Linked DNA regions of Mus musculus: region 2 is linked to region 1. A link is a contact called in public HiChIP or PLAC-seq data. All regions are on one chromosome and are shown on one strand. The core of a region is the stretch at or near the end of the contact, and the rest is flanking DNA. Distances in the headings are between cores, read along the strand shown.

Evidence for each region. HiChIP or PLAC-seq counts read pairs in DNA pulled down with a chosen protein or histone mark.
Region 2: a contact with region 1 is called in an H3K27ac HiChIP or PLAC-seq map of regulatory T cell precursor, with 3 times the contacts expected there. The contact joins two enhancer-like sites. A contact is called at or near these places in 5 of 115 datasets of contacts at active chromatin or transcription factors (double positive thymocytes, embryonic midbrain, fibro-adipogenic progenitors and 2 more).

What each region holds. Positions count from the first base shown.
Region 1 is chr2:173,306,071-173,309,135 of GRCm38.p6, reverse strand. No RefSeq gene overlaps it. Among named protein-coding and RNA genes, the nearest start is that of Gm36859, 16 kb to the right of the region's middle. Within about 2 kb of position 1,370, at least 147 of the 459 cell types and tissues checked have an H3K27ac peak or open chromatin away from gene starts, as enhancers often do. A contact at or near this core is called in regulatory T cell precursor, where this site is marked.
Region 2 is chr2:173,434,939-173,438,050 of GRCm38.p6, reverse strand. No RefSeq gene overlaps it. Among named protein-coding and RNA genes, the nearest start is that of Gm14642, 42 kb to the right of the region's middle. Within about 2 kb of position 1,255, at least 68 of the 459 cell types and tissues checked have an H3K27ac peak or open chromatin away from gene starts, as enhancers often do. A contact at or near this core is called in regulatory T cell precursor, where this site is marked.

The sequences.
Region 1 (3,065 bases), core at 121-2,620:
GGGTGAGGATGCCAACCTGCCTAAGATCATCTATCTCTACAGCATGGCCTCCAGCCTGTGGGGCTGCTGGGATGGGGACAGTGGGCCTAACAGGAAGTGAGTCCACTCAGGGGCCTGGCCTTGGGGATATTGGTTCACACTCTGAGTGCCACGACATCCCAGAGGCAAACCAATACAGCTGAGCAGCTGAGACTGGCCTCAATGAAAACTACCAACCACACAAACCTTTCCTGCTTTTAAAGTGTTTGCCTCAGGTGTTTCGTCACAGCAACATAACGCTGTCCAACACACCTGTTTCTTCTACGATTTATTGCTGGGTACTAACATCCAACAGCTATTTCATTCCGTAACAGTTCTACGGATCAGAAACCCGACACGGAGCAAGAATCTTCTGGAAAGTCATTCAATCACATACCTGGCTCCTGGGCTGGGTCACATGGACAGGGCCCAGCTGAGTCTGGGTGCCCAAACGCCTGCCCAGGAATAACTCCAGCTCCTGTTTCTTTTGGCACAGTGACCCCAGAGTGCCCAAGTGTCCAGGCAGAACCTCTTTGGCCACTTAAAGCCCACAATGCAGCTGGCCAGCCTCGCTCTTCCAGGCTTGTTCTTCCACATACTAAAGCTCTTGCCTTCCGTTTCCTCTTTTCTCTATAGTGGGACCTTTATTATCACGATGAACTTAGATTAATTAATATTTCCTGTCTTGTCCAGGGGCTGCTAAAGTGGGAGCTTAAAAAACAAAACGTATTGTTTTGTACATAAGACAAAAGAAGCTCAGAGAAGTTAAGCCTCTTGCCTGAGGTCACACAGCTGGGATGCACGGAGCTAGGATTTTAACCTACTGGTCTGGTTCCTCCTTCAGGTTCTGGTCCTCTTACTAGCTGCCTTTCTTTCCAGATAATCACTCACTCTGGGACCCCGAGGCTCTCAACCCCCCTTCTCCTTCCTCTTGCTCTCTGCCACCTCCTCCCTTCTTCTCTCCTCTCCCTGCCTTTCCTCCGGAGAGATCCTAGACTGGTCTTGAGGAAGGTCAGCTTCCTTTGAGCAGACAAAGCTTATTTCGCTGGCTCTGGTTTCTGGAGGAAGCCCTGCTCCCATAGCCTTTAAAATTTATTTATCTAATTAAAAGAAAAAATCTTTCAGCAGCCAACACGCTTGGAGAGTTCATATTTAACCAATAACCCATCAGGCGGGCTGCGGACTCCAGGAGCATCCCGCCTGGGCCCTGGGGGGTGGGGGTGGGGGGGCGGGGAGGGGGAGGGGGAGGCGGGGCAGCCAGAGCATGCATCCACCGCTGAGCTGTCTCTAGCCATGGGCACCCCAGGCAGTGGCAGCCTCCGCAGCCAGCTGCGTTTCCGGCCAGTGAACCTGCCGCTCAAAGTCTCTTTTTTAATTAAGTCTATCTCAGGCGGCCGGAGCACGTGGGCAAACTTCTGTCTACTTCACTGCGACGCCCAAGCATAGCCCCGTTCCCTTTCTAAGAATAGAATCGGGAGATGGAGGGGAGGAAGGAGGCTGGAATCTAAAAATGAATTTGAAGCCCAGAGCAAAACAACCCAGCCCCGAGAAGGGAGAATAAGCTGCATGCAAAAGCGTACACACATACACACACACACACACACACACACACACACACACACACACACACACACACACACTCACACACACACACACACACACACGGGGGGCGGGGGGGGGGATGCTGTCTGCTGCCATCCAGGCGGGACTGGCAGTCAGGTCTGGCACCCTGCCCAAGTGTCTGGCAGGCATGGGGTGGCGGGTGGCACTGTTCATGCCAGGAGCAGCAGCTGGGGATCCCGGGGGAGTCGGGACTGTCTTCTGGGCTGATTGGTTTCCCCAGACAACAGAGGTGAGTCATGGGGTTGTGGGCTGGGCTCAGGGGTGCCTGACAGCCCCAGATGGAGCTCAAAGTTCCAAGGACTCAGAAGCCTGAATGCGTCTTCTAAAAATGGGTTGAGGCTCGGACACTAGGAGATTCCACCCCACTGCGATCTGTAGAGGGAGAAGAATGGGCCGGCGCTGTTCAGGGACACTAGGAGCAATTGATGGCACTCTTAGCTGCTGATAGCATTTCAGCAATGAGGCTATGAAGTGCTTGTCCAGTCTCAAGAAGACATGGTTTTCTCCTCAGCACCTCACAAGAGCAGGCCTGTAACCCCAGAGGTGGGAGGTGGAGGCAAGAGGATTAGAGGCCCAAGGTCACATGCCTGTAACCCTAGCCCTCTGGAGGTGGAGGCAGGAGGATCAGAATTTTAAGGTAAATCCCCTGCTATATATCAACTTTGAGGCCAGTATTGGCTACAAGAAGTCCTCTTCAACCAAACATATACATACACATATGTACATGTGTATACACACACATACAACATTTCAAAAGCAATACTAATTAATCTCGAGGCTACTGTTTTCTGCAAGTTCACCCTGTGCTTGGCACTTCTTTTGAATATTTTGTCTCAGCCTCACAGTGTGTCATGTGTTCTTACCCTACTGTGAGGAAACTGAGCCCTAGGGTTGTGGCAGGCTCTAGTTCACACTCGGGCTGAGGTACACCAGGGTCTGGACCACTGGTACACTGGCTTCAAAGCCTGTGATGGCTCATCTTGGTTGTCAACTTGACCACATCTGGAATTAGCTGAACCCCAAGATGTTAAGCATGCCCGTGGGGGGCGCTTTTAAAATCAGATTATTTGAAGCAGGAAGACCTATTCCAATCTGGGTCACACCTTCTGGTGGCTGCGCACAGAAAAGGACACGGAAGACAGAAGCTTTGCTTTTTGTCCGGCTTGCCCCCCACTCTTTGCTAGCAAGACCATCGATCCTGTTGCTGCAGCCAACACTAAATCCAGTTTCTCCAGGATTCCAACTGAAGTCAAGCAACTCTTCAATAATTTTCCCGACTCCTCAACCAGGCTGCAACAGCTGAGACCCAACCTTGTGGACCAAACGGCTACAGGATTCTCAGTGTTTCTATTGAAAGACAGCCATGTTGGATACACAGGGCCCTTATCTTAGTCAATAAATTCTCTTTTATCGGTTCTATACAA
Region 2 (3,112 bases), core at 6-2,505, 130 kb before region 1:
GCATCCAGTGACATCACTGATGTGAGCATCCAGTGACATCACTGGTAGGAGCATCCAGCACTAGGCTTAGGCACAGAGAAAGGGTCACCAGTCTGCCTCTGCCTGTAGGTCTCTGACCAGCAGGGACTCCTTTTAATAAAAGATTTATGAATTAGTTATGCATATCAGCGGTTGCCTGCACATATGTAAATGTCCCATGTGTATGTCTGGTGCTCACAGAGGCCAGAAGAGGGTGTTAGATCCCCAAGAACTGGAGTTGCAGGGAGTTATAAGCTGACACGTGGGTGCTGAGAATTGAACCCAGGTCCTCCCTCTACAAGAGTGACTTGCGCTCATCTCTCCAGGCCCCACAGGTGCTCTTGGTGAGTCCCCCACTGTCTCGGGCTGTAGAATTAAGGATGCGCAGTCCCTGGCTCAGATTGTTCTGTGATTGATTCCAAGTGATAGTCTCTGGAGAACAGCCCTGGTACTCAGTGAGTGACCCAGCTTCGGGCTTTGAATGTCCAGTACAATAGGAAAAGCGACTAGACACTTCTGCTTTGTACCTGCTGGGAGAGGAGAACCAACTGTCTCCTGTCATTAAGTAGGATTTCAGCTGAGAGAATTTCACAGGTACCTCTGACCCATGTGGGCAGGTTCTACTCTAGCTGTAGCTTGCTGAGTGGTCTTACCGAGAGAGCGTGTGGATGCTACGGGGAGCTTGCTGCGTCTACAGAGAGGATCATGCAACTGGTTCCACTCCTGTTTGCTCCGTACTATTATCATGAAAACATGCCAATTTTGCCAGGTGTTATCTTTTTTTTCTTAATACTTATCTGTGATTATTTTTTATGTGCATGCATGTGAGCCTGCATTTGCTTATGTACACCAAGGGTGCACAGGAACCTGTGGGGGCCAGACAGTATCAGGCATCCGGGAACTCTGTTCCAGGGGTTGGGAGCCACCATGCAGATGTTAGGGACTAAACCCAGATTCTCTGCAAGCGCAGCAAGCTCTCTGTACTGAGCCATTTCTCCAGCCTCCAGGAGTTTTCTTGTGTGGTGAGGGAACCCCCACCCCAGCTTTTCTTACCCTCGAGTCTATTGACATCTTGTAGTATGCTTTTCTCATTGGATCCTGCAATACTGCTGCTTACAAGTCGATGATGGGGCAGTGAGCTGAAATGCCTGGAATTACCCCTCCCCTCCAGAGACAGGGTGTCTGTCTATGTTAAATGCACCTTTAGTACTTTACCAGGAAGTGGTTGGCTCTCTCTCAGTTGTCACTTCCTGCTGTTTACATTTTTGTGGAGAGGAAGAAGTGAGAGCCCAGGGCCTTCTTGGGTCTCTTCTGAGCATGCACCCTCTGTCAGCACACAGCCATGAGGAACCTGCTGGAATTTGAAGTGTCTCCATGAACAGTTTGGTGGCTGCTGTCTTCCCCTGCTCTCCGCCTGCTTCATGGAGCTTCTCTTCCTGGGCTTTCTCCTAGGCTTTTTGGTTAGCTCATAGTTTGTTCAAAATGTGGTTCACCGGAATCCAGCGGGTGAATCCGTAACGTCTTACCGTTTCAAAACAAAACAAAACAAAACAAAAAAACAAAACAAAATCTTCCACATTAGGTCAAATGAAGGCAACCTTGCAAGTAGAGTCACTCCAGGACAGAGTAACTACAGTTTCCTGGTGATGAGGCACTGTCCCCTCAGGGAGAGGCCCGGCTGCTGACTCTAGGCTGGGTGATGAGAAAGCTATGGAAATGCATCCGGTTAAAATGCTGCCAGGCGCTCCACAGTCACTCTCTCCCTGGAATTTTGCAGATCTGTGCTGGATTTCCAGAAGCCTGAGAAAAGTCAATTTGGGCATCTTTGCTAGTTTTGTCATGACTTTTGCTGAATCGAGAATTCTCCATTCTTGCTGATATCCATGTGACTTCCTCGTAGTTTTAGCAGGGAAATCTGAGATCCCACCTGTGAGGGTGACACAAAGTTTCCCCCTTTAAAAAAAACTTATGTATGTTTAAAAAAAGAAAAAAAAAAGTTGAGAAGCCCAGCCTGGAAAAGCTCTGTGCATGATTCTAACAGCACGATGCTCTGGAAAAGGCGAAGTGAGAGAGATCATGGCGCTGTTAGTGACTGACCTCAAGGGGCAGGGGCAGCTTGTCTTCCCAGGAGACAGCCATTGGTAGGGGTGAGGGCCTAACCCCAGGGCACAGGGCACAGGGGCTGAAGATATAATTGCCATTCATCTCTTGATTTGAGAATCTGCCCAGTGGTATAGCCACTGGCATGGCTGGTCCCAAGGGAGTTTGGTTGCAGAGACCGACCTGCCAGGCTTTTGTGCTAAAGTCAGAGGCCCTTGATGTATTATTCAGGTACTGATCAATGGCAGAGGCAGATCCATTCTCCACCGGTCCTCCTGGCTGGGGGCCTCTGGTGTGTTAGAAGCAACTGCAGCTGTCTGAAACATCTGCTGAGCTGCAGCCTCAGCTCCAGGCCATGGCTACCAGAGAAACATTCGAACCCATGGCCTGCTTCTCAGGCTGCTCTGACCTCTGAGTCCTCTGGGAGAAGCGGCTGTTCCCAGCCTCAGAGGAAAGGAAGGGTGGTCTCAGGCTTCACCCATGTTCTGTCTCTGTGTCCAGAAGTAGCTGTCATCAAAGGGGGACGCACTTGGGAGTTAGAAATAGCTGTCAGGGACTTGCCAGACCCTCAGGGTGCAGCAGCTGCCTGAAGTCGTTGTTTGCTGCCCCTGGGCTGGGTGACTGTAGCTGAATCACTGAGCCAGATGAGACCTGTGCGGCTCACCCTCCTACGAGGTTTGAGTGCAGAGACCATGTGGCAGGAATTTTGGCCCTCTGTGCTGGGTCAGGCTTGGTCAGGCTGGGTCAGCTGTGGGGTTGCTTAGGGTGGGAAGCCAGGACCTCAGAGCAGAGCTGCAGCATCTCAGTTTCTGACATTGAACTTCCTGAGAGGTCGTGAGCGGTCCATCCCTCCAGGAGCACAGGCAGACACTGGCTTTCATGTGGTAGGTGCTGATACCACCTGCTAGTGCTTTGGACTAGTTACATTAATATCGTTATTAATAATAGAGGCTGGCATTTAATAAGCACACAGTATATGTCAGGTTCTGTTCTG